2 separate regions of the Rattus norvegicus genome follow, and region 1 is linked to region 2. The links are chromatin contacts, called in public Hi-C maps. All regions are on one chromosome and are shown on one strand. The core of a region is the stretch at or near the end of the contact, and the rest is flanking DNA. Distances in the headings are between cores, read along the strand shown.

What was found. A called contact is a pair of places that touch in the nucleus more often than the background predicts.
Region 1: a Hi-C map of liver shows a contact between it and region 2, with 3 times the contacts expected there. The contact joins the promoter of Ufsp2 here to the promoter of Cfap97 in region 2. A contact is called at or near these places in 1 of 12 Hi-C or Micro-C datasets (liver) and 1 of 1 datasets of contacts at active chromatin or transcription factors (oligodendrocytes).

What each region holds. Positions count from the first base shown.
Region 1 is chr16:53,020,749-53,026,081 of GRCr8, forward strand. Ufsp2 (UFM1-specific peptidase 2) reads right to left here and starts at 2,844. Exons shown (of 12, transcript NM_001014142.1): 1 at 2,806-2,844. Cfap96 (cilia and flagella associated protein 96) reads left to right here and starts at 2,875. Exons shown (of 8, transcript XM_006253170.4): 1 at 2,875-2,979; 2 at 4,725-4,901. The coding sequence starts at 4,802.
Region 2 is chr16:52,854,042-52,859,058 of GRCr8, forward strand. It overlaps Cfap97 (cilia and flagella associated protein 97), which reads right to left and starts at 2,959. Exons shown (of 6, transcript NM_001014001.1): 1 at 2,832-2,959.

The sequences.
Region 1 (5,333 bases), core at 1,594-4,093, 170 kb after region 2:
TTCCATGGTGACTACAATGTGAAAAAGAGGCTCAGAACCACTGCAGTCAGCATTAGACCCTTGATGCATTCAGCAATGACATGAAATCATCAGTGGTAAAAATAAACTAGTTTAAGAACATGACAAGAGGGGGCTGGAGAGATGGCTCAGTGGTTAAGAGCACCCCGACTGCTCTTCCAGAGGTCCTGAGTTCAATTCCCAGCAACCACATGGTGGCTCACAACCTTCTGTGATGAGATCTGATGCCTCTTCTGGTGTGCCCGAAGACAGCGACAGCATACTCATCTACATAAGATAAATGAATCTTAAAAATATAAAAAAAACCCAAACTTGTCAAGAACACTGAGTCTGACTCGGAGAGACTGCAGCTAGGCCAGCGGGAGGAAAGAACTACCGATGGTGACAAGCTGGAAGAACTCATCATTGGAAAGGTCTAAGAGCGATTTCACATAGAAAATACACCATTAGATACAGGATGTGAACCTAACTGCAGCAATGAGAAGAGCACAGAGCCGGAGAGAGTGTTAGAGTTTACTTGGCGTGCACAATGGTTGCCACTGACAGAGAGGGAAAAAAGCATCTGCAAAATGGAAGAGACTAGCAGTTCTTAGCTTGGATCCATATGTTGAGTTTCAGGTAACAAATGATATATATAATAAAAGACCTGTATCATAATGTGTGCGTGTGTGTGTGTGTGTGTGTGTGTGTGTGTGTGTGTGTGTGTGTGTGTGTGGTGGGTATCTTGAGGAAAGTTTTCAAAGATTTTATCAAGTTCTTGAAATATGTCTTGAACACTGAAGAATGACATTACACAAGAACCTGTGGTGCTGTGAATGAGAATGACCCCCAGAGGCTCATGTTTAAATTCTTGGTCCTGAGCTGCTGGAACTGTTTGGGAAGGATTGAGAGGTGTGTCATAGAGGCTGGCTTTGGGGCTTCAGAAGCCTCCCACCATTCCTACTATGCTCTCCGCCTCCTGATTGTGGATCAAGCTCTCATTTGCAGCTCCAGAGGCTTCACCATGACATGCCTCTGCTTACCCACTCCTCCCCATAGGCATTAACGTTGGAACTGTTACCCCAACTAAACTCTTGGTCAATTACAGCAATCCAAAAGACTCTAACACAGAAGAACCCTGTGATGGTTTGTATATGCTTGGCCCAGGGTGTGGCACCCTCACCCTAGCTGCCTGGTAGCCAGTTTTCTCCTAGCAGCCTTCAGATGAAGATGTAGCACTCTCAGCTCCTCCTGCACCATGCCTGCCTGGATGCTGCCATGTTCCCACCTTGATGATAATGGACTGAACCTCTGAACCTGTAAGCCAGCCCCAATTAAGTGATGTCCTTATAAGAGTTGCCTTGGTCACAGTGTCTCTTCACAGCAGTGAAACATTCACTAAGACAAACTCTATTCTGAAACAAATGAGCTAGTACTGATACCTACTGCATTAATGACCGAACATTGGGCATATATTGCCTTTGATTGTCAGAACATTATGAAGTAGGTACTGTTGCAGCTTTTTATTTTGCAAATTTCTTGTCACATTTCTGCAGGAGTGACAGCTTTTATTTATTCTATACACTGTAACCTGTTCAAAGTACAGCACATGTCCCAATATCACTCCACTACATTCATTCTAAGTAAACAATGAAAGAGGTTAAAACATAACGTGGTCCATTTATTCTACTGTTGTTTATAAACAACCCTCCCAAAAAAGACTAGAAAATACTGTGAGCACTACCAGTAAGAAGTTTGATAAATTTAGAATACACTATTTGAAGAAAAATACTTACATAAACTGAAGATTGAAAAGATAAGCAAGTATTCAGATACTTACTGTATGATTTTTTGGCTAACATAATCACTTGTGTCTATTCTGTAAATTCGGAAAAAAGATACAGTACTTCCCAGGGTTATTATGACAACTCCTTAAGAAATTGTATGTGAAAGCACCAGGGTCTCTTTAGGCGTTTAAATCGTGATCCTCTATTTAATATAATATTTATGTATGTGTGTGTAATATTTAAGCTGAAATCTGAAGGGTAGGTAGCCCCTAAAAGAAGCCTTAGCAAAAAGACCAAAACAAAAGACCACTTGGACTATGACCCAATTGGATCACAGCAAGGACAGAGGTAAAAGATGTTAAAGACGGTGATAATACAGACATTCAGAAGTAGAACCAACGGATTTGATTATTGATTGTGTGTTCTTAAGGCAAGGCAAGTTTGTTAAGTGTTTGGTGGGCACAAGGAGGGGTGAGGTGGGTTATCAACAGAGATGGAAATTCTGAAGGAAGAGTGCTGCGGGGAAAACAGGAAATGATGAGCCAGCTTTGTATCTGCTGAGTTTGAATGATCTATTTAAATGGAAGCAATTAACTAGATTTATGAATTGGGTTCAGAGAGAAAGCTCAGAATATAAAAGCTGAAGAAGATAATCATCTAAGGTACAGATGGCAGGACCTGGCTGAGCTAGAAGACCGAGGGAAAACTGAGAGGGTTGTGCCACGTAAGCGAAAGGAGTAGACTATTTTAAGGAAGTTAGGCCTAGTTTTTCAAAATCAAAAGCTCTTTTTCACAGGTTCCAAATATGACAGTGTCTTACTGTCAAGAGGCACTGACTGACTCGGTGCGCGTCGCGTGACCAGTGCTGCTAAGGCACAAGCCGCAAGAGATCCAAGAGAGGCAATTTTGCAACGTGACTTTTGGTCCCTCAGGAGCAGATCCTTTTAGGGGCCTGCTCCTAACGGTTGCCGAAGTCCTAGAGGTAAGTACAGGAAGGTCACTGGCAATCAGAATCACTTACCAGGAACCACTGGCGAAGGCAAGAACACCTACTTCGTGCAAGCCAGGGTCGTCCCGGAAGTGACGTCAACGCCCAGGCTCCAGCAGACGGACTACAATTCCCAGAATGCCCCACACCAACCATCTCGGGGCGTACCACCACAGAAACTATTCGCCGATGAAGGGGAAACAAAAGGTTTGGTTTCGAGAGATTTTATTGGCCGAGACTTTTGTATTCTAAGGACTTTCTTCCATCTTCGCAAACGCGCTGTGCTGACTCGAATGTTTTGAGGGCCTCCAGGAGTATGTTGGGAATGGTTTCTTCCGTTCCCACGGCAACATGGCCTAACAAGCGCCAGCTGCAGCTTGTGGAACTGTGCGGCGCGCGCCTCTGCAGCTGTGCCAAAGGCTCAAGCCCGGGCACAGGCGCGTGGCCCCAAGCTCTTCAAGCTCGGCGGTGGCGTGATCCCCGACCCGGGATCTGATCCTGGTTGTGGAATTGATTAGGTGCCTTTTTGGAGAGGTGACTCGGCCTCGCGGACCTGGGTTTTCCTTAGCTACCTGCCAACTTCAAGCCACCTTTCCCTAGAGGGAATAACTTAGACATCAGTTCGTTTATTTTCTGCAGCTTCTCCCTTTAGCCAAACTTTCTTTTTTCTTGGCATAGAAAAGGATTTATTGAGTAAAGTGCAAGGACGTAGTGGGCAGGGCTTTAACAGAAGAACCTTCTTATCCAAACTTTTTGAAGGGAACTTGCCGTATTCTGCTTGAGTGGAAAATCGTCTGCTTGAGACGATTTTCGTGTCTACTTGATTGTAAACCAAGATTTACTCCTATTAACGTCTGTTCTCCTAGTTCTACCTGATCAGAAGGAGAGGGTTGCAAAGCATTTTTTAAAATGTGTGAATAGATGCTTTATAAGTCTTACTTAAGAGTTTAAGGTCGGGACAAAGTTGAAGGCATTGGCTGTGCAAGCCCTGGGGCTACACTGGTAAATAACTAAAGGGGCTTTGGGGTTCTAGCCACCCTGGAGGCTAGACCAGAGGTTCCCTCAATTCCAGGAGTTTCATTCCAGTCTGGGCAGCGTTGCCTCAAGAACGTAGTGAAGAGGATTCAAACTCATACCATGGTTTCTAGCTGTGGAGCCATCAGTTCAATGGGGAAAATAAAGAGTGCCTACTCCACGAATGTTAGATGGCCGTTCGTGAGGTGTTAAACCTGAGAATCTCGAGGAGAAGAGAACAAATCCATGATTGTCCAATTAAAGCAACCTGTATTTTGGGGTGTGCCCCGCCTGTACCAGCCTGCTGGCTGTCTCTAAATTGGAATTCAGAGAGCATCCCTTGCCAGCGCCTTTATGAGGTCCTTTCTATAGGAGGGATAAAGTGTTCACAGGAGAGGGAGAGAGAGAGAGAGAGAGAGAGAGAGAGAGAGAGAGAGAGAGAGAGAGAGAGAGAGAGAGAGAGAGAGAGAGAGAGCTGTTTTACATTTTAAAAACAAAAACAAAACCAGAAAGCAGTGAAAGGGAGGGAACAAAGTTACACCATGTGAATGGGTAGCAAGTTTAGTGTAGGTTGAAAGACATTTTGCAGTTTACATAGGAAGTAACAGATCCATCCTTAATTCCAAATAGAAACCTCAGCTTGGAAGGACTTAACACAGGACAAACAGGAACGTATTCTTTAACTACAAATAGAAACCTTAACCTGTACAGGACAAATAGGAACTCATTCTTAACTGTTTTAACAGCAAACAGAAACGTTAACCTGCAAAGTATATTGTTCCTGGTTTGGTCTCACAAAGGCTATGCACAAGCCGGTCTGATGGGGATTAGAGAGGTGGTATCTAAAAGAAGTGAACAAAACAACCGATCCAGAGACTCAAAATGATTGGGTTTGACATTTAATAATCATTCTTTTCATTCAAAACAATTTCCTGTAGTTTTCAGTGTAAAGTAGGATTTTGCTGTAAAAGAAGATCTAAGATCCTTTGTGAAGGTACCACCCCAAGAAGCAATCATGCCGATAGAAGGCGGGAAAACGGATATGGAGAGGATTGGCCTCTTCAGTGAGATGGAATACATCACAGTGGGCGACAGATATGTGTCACCATTTAATCGTGAGTTTCTTTCGTATTTTTAAATACTTGAATAGCATGTATTTCCAATACAAAAATTTAATTATATGCATAATGTCTTAGAGTTTTACTGCTGTGAGCAGACACCATGACCAAGGCAACTCTTATAAGGACAACATTTAATTGGGGCTGGCTTACAGGTTCAGAGATTCAGTCCATTATCACCGAGGCAGGAGCATGGCAGTGTCTAGGCAGACATGGGGCTGGTTGGAGGAGCTGAGAGTTCTACATCTATTTTTTTAAGATTATTTATTTGTTGTATATATGTGAATACACTGTCTCTGTCCTCAGGCACACCAGAAGAGGGCATCAGATCTCAGTATAGTTGGTTGTGAGCCACCATGTAGTTGCTGGGAATTGAACTCAGGACCTCTGGAAGAGCAGTCAGTGATCTTAACCGTTGAGCCATCTACG
Region 2 (5,017 bases), core at 1,709-4,208:
CAAGGATGCAGATATTACGCTCTGTAACAGGAATGAGTTACAAGTTGTTCTACTAATGTCGAAGAGGAAATAGATACGTAAAATATCAAGATCACATAAAAAGATACATTAAGATCTATAAAGAAATAGTGTTGAATTAAAAATCAGGACTGAATGAGCAACAATAAAGTAACAGTAAACTATGCTGCACTCTTCAGTAGGCACACATAAAGAAAGAGTCATAAACAATGGTTTGGAAGAGCACACATTAGAAATTTAGGCATATAAATATATAATAAAAAGGAGGGCCTAAAACTGAGGAAATGCCAGTTAGGGCAGGGTCCCCAGAATATTACTGATATCATTCTAGGCACTTGCATTAAACGAGTCAAAATATTCACTGAATAAATGGAAGATACCTTTATAACCCAATCTGTAGCTCCCCTCCTTAAATGTTATCTGTCTGTCTGTCTGTCTGTCTTTCTTTCTTTCTTTCTTTCTTTTGTAAGATAAAGACCAGAAATAGAGTTGCCTGTTTCCCTCCTCTATCATTTTTGGTTAATAACTTTGCAATTAAAATGGCTTTTATGTTTCCTTAAATTTCAAAAGACGAGTTTCAAAGCACAACCTATAACATTGTAAGCCACGTCAAAACCCAATGTAAGATAAATGCAGTAGGCCATGCTAATCATTAAAGCACAGTAATATAAAAATTGAAAAGTGCATGATACATTTTGAGTAATGTTTCATGAAACATTTCTATCCTTATATATATTGTTTGGTGGGCCTTGATATAAAACCTGTTTCTTATGGGGGGGGGTTCTCATTCATGAGTTTGAAATGTCACCGATCTATAGAAATTTGAAATTGTTACTAAATGGTAATATAAGAGAATTGAAAATTGAGTGGTACTGGAGTTTCAAGTGTTAAGGGCAATATTATAATTACTTCCCAAATGGATAGACCTGGCACTAAATAAACTTAAGAAAACACTGTACTAGCTCTAAAGTAATTTTCTTGAAATTGAAGAATTTCGTAGTAGACCAAAAAAAAAAATCATCAAATTATGAGATAGATTGCAGAATATGAAGAAATAAATGTATCTTAACCATAAACAAAAAGTCATTTTAGGACCACTGAGATCATTGGGTCATTAATTGTCACCAAGCCTGCCAGCCAGAGTTTGATTCCTTGGATGTACAGGATGGAACAGGAGAACTAACTCCTCCAGGTTTTCCCAACCTCTGCAAATACTAATGTATCCCCTGATTAAATTTATTAAAGAAAAAAAAAGCAATGGTTACAATAACAGAAGTTCTTATTAATGATTTGCTCAGAATCAGTACATCTTACTAACCGGCACGTAACATCTTACTGAAGTGTATGTTTAATTTTATGCAGAAGTAGGTTGGTTGAGATAGAAAAGCTTAAATAGCTTCAGTGATCCACCTGGGGGGAGGAGAGGGCATAGGCCTGCATTTATAAGTCTGGTGCTAAGATGGTGGGTCTTTAAGGATTTGCTGGCCAGCCAGTCTACTTCGTGAGTTCCAGGCCAAATAAGATCATTTCTCAAAAGAAATGGTGAATGGCACCTGAAATTGTCCTGTGGCTTATCTAATTTGTTTCCAGGGTCCAACGGCAGAACCTGAAGAGAATAGATTTGTCTCAAACTTTGCCTACAGTAGTCTCCTCATCAGGCTGGATAGAGTTGGCAATGTGCTTATAAGCCAGATATAAGAGAAGCTGAATTAGGAGGATCATCTGAGCTCTGGAGCTAGGGACCATCGGCCTCTGAAAAAGGGGAGAGAGAATAGGATGGGGGCCAGAGGGAGGTATAGCCACTCTTACCAGACTAGGTACTCCAGATGTCTTGTTCACCTTTACATCCACGGTGTCTAAAAAAAAAAGACCTACAACAACTAGGTAAACATTTAACGAATGTTTATCCCACCAAGAGGTCTAGAGACTTAAGGCTCAGCCCAGATTCTTGATCTTTGCTTCCAATGTAAACAGAACAAAACCGTCATGTTTCCAGCGTATTTTGATAACTTTCCTCTCTCCACATGAGAGTTGGCCCACTGCCCAATGTATGTCAAAATTCTAGTGTTTATATTAAGAATTTCTACAGGGCAAGAGTGGCCATACGCACATAAACTTAATTTCCGGGAAAACTTATCTGACAACCTCCCCCCCCACCCCATCACACACACCAATTGCTACTATTCAGCTGACATTCGGGAATAGGCAAGAAAAATTGTAGTTCTATAGGATCGTTAAGAATATCTTACAACACATCGGTAAAGGGTAAACATCAAATGACGGTTCGTGAGACCATAGCAACCCTCTGGTGGGTTTCTGTCAAAGCTACCTGGAAGTTACTTGGATAAAGATAGCAGTGCTTTCACAATACGCCAGAAAGAATACACAAATCACCTGCCATTAAAATGTCATTTTGTACGTTTGTGGTAGTCGATATGTACATAAGTGGGCCCCAGATTAGGTATAGAAAAATATCGGCCCAAACACCTGATTTTCAGGAATTTGTGGCTTCGTCCACGACCTTAGTCAGTACCCTCTTCGGACTCTGGGATGTAGCAGTCAAAAAGACAGTTCCTCAGACCTGTGGGTTCGGGTTCAAGTGCCCGGAGAGGGGCAGCAGTGAGCTCGGACCCCGACTCCACGCCTCCTTTCGCGTCCTGGGGGCCGGGCTACCGTTTTTTTGTTTTTGTTTTTGTTTTTGTTTTTTTGTAGCGGTTACCACGTCCCCCTCCGGGCAGGCGAGGCCGAGGTGGCGGCGGCGTCTAGGGCTGAGGACAGTCTGTGTCCTCCCGTAGAGGTTTGGCGGTACCCACCCTGGGTGCTCGCCTCCGTCGGGCACCGAACCGGGGAAACGGACCCCGAACGCAGAGGAGGGCGTCTCGCCCGCTGGAGACCGACCGGATGCGGAAGCCCGTGAGCCGCTCACCTGGGAACTGTGGCCGCTACCGACTCTCGCGCCGCGCCGAGCGTTCGGGTTCTCGTTCGCTCTGCGCACGCGCAGCCACACCACATTTCTCCCTCCCACGCGTTGGAAGCTAGCGGAGACTCGCGCACACGTGAGCGCGGGCGGAAGCTCCTGGGGAGAGACTCAGCGGAAGGGGAAAGGCGGGGCGATCGCGGAACGGAGTCTCTGCCGAAGATGGTCCTGGCAGCGCTCCTGTCGTCCATAGTTCCAAGAGACCCCGTCACAGTGATGAGGCCTGCACTGTAGGGGCGACAGCTTCTCGGCAGGGCCTCGAGAAGACTTGGGGGCTCGTGGAAAGGAGACCGCCAGGGCCTCCCTGCTGTCCAGGGCATCACCTGCTCGTACAGCCACGACGCTGCGGTAGGTTTAGACATCTGGGATGGTTTCCTACAAAGATGCTGTAATCTTGTAATTCTGTAACAAGACGACAATAATAAAAATGAAGGGCGACTGTGTGTTCGTTCGATTTTATTTCAGCAAAACGCTGTTCACATAAACCAGTCCTGGTGGCGGATGTCTTTAATCTCAGCACTTAGGAGTAGAGGGAGAGGGATCTCTGTGTTCAAGGTCAGCCTGTTCTACATAGTAACTTCCAGGCTAGCCAGGGCTGTATCGTGAGGTGTGTGTCAAAGGGGAAAAAAAAGTTCCAATTCAAGCATAGTTAATGTGCATCAGGGGCAGGTAACCTATGAAGGATGGCCCTTATGATGATGGAGATCCACTTTAAGCAAACTAAAAAATGATCTCTACAGACTGTTAAGTGCCCTAATTTCTTGTTGACACATCAAAGGGTCAGGAATGCCACCACACTCCTGATCTCTATCCCCTAATCACCAGAGTACACGGATATAGTACTTTATATGGCACGGGATTTAGCTGATGCAATTAAATTTACATTATCCAGGAGCTCACTGTGTAATCAATCACTAGGGCCCTTATAAAAGGGAGAGGCAAAAGCTTCCAAGTCAGTTAGTTGTAGGAGCTGTAACACAAAATGGTTGAGTGATGGGTGGAAGAGTCAATGAGCCAAAGAGTGCATGCAGCTCTGGAGAGCTGAAAAGAGGGAAGAAATAGATTCTATCCAGAAAGAACTCAAATCCACCTTGAATTTAGATTTCTGACCTCCACAACTCCCTAATCCAAATAAATGAGTTGCTTTCTACATCTAACTTTGTGGGCGTTTGTTACAGCCATGGTAAGTTCTCACCACTTACATAAAAGTACAAAGCAAGCAAGCACGGACTTAATTAACATTGTAGCCCAGGGTCTACCACTCACTGTACTGTTTTGTCAGAGCCATGACAGAATATCTAACACAATGAGGAAAGATGTATTTGACTCACATTTTTAGAGGGTTCAGTCCTTCATGGCACTACAGAGCAGCAGTTCATGTAATTGTAAGGTTGGAGAATCTGGCCTACATGAAGAGGCCAGGCCAACCTCTATAGCGATACCTCTAGTGACCTTCTTCCACCTAGGCCCCACCTCCTGCCTTTCACTGCCTGCTAATAATGCCAGCATATTATGAATCCATCAAGGATCACCCCATTGATGAGATCAGAGCCCACATGATGTCTCTGGAAATGCCCTCACGGACACACCCAGAGGTGAGCTTCATTATGTGTCTAGGTGTTTCTAATCAAATGTGTGGGTATGATCACAACCACAGCTATCAGACTTAAGAAAGAACTCTTATTTGGAACAGTATTTTTTTTTTTTTTGGTTTTGATTATTAACAATTTTCCATTTTGTTGGGTCAAAGAAAGTATTTCACTTAATTTTAACTAATGAAAATATTTTGTCACTGATTCCCAGGGTAGATATAAAGTATTTGAGTAGACATTTCTCCAAAGAAGATACAAATAGCCAGCAGCTCAAGAAAACACTGAGTATTATGGTTTGAATGAAAATGGCCTCTAAATGCCTGTATATTTGAATACTTCGTCCCCAGTTGGTGGAACTGTTTGGGAAGGATTAGGAGGTGTGGCCTTGTTTGGAGGAGGTGTATCACTGGCTCATATGTTTCAGTACTTG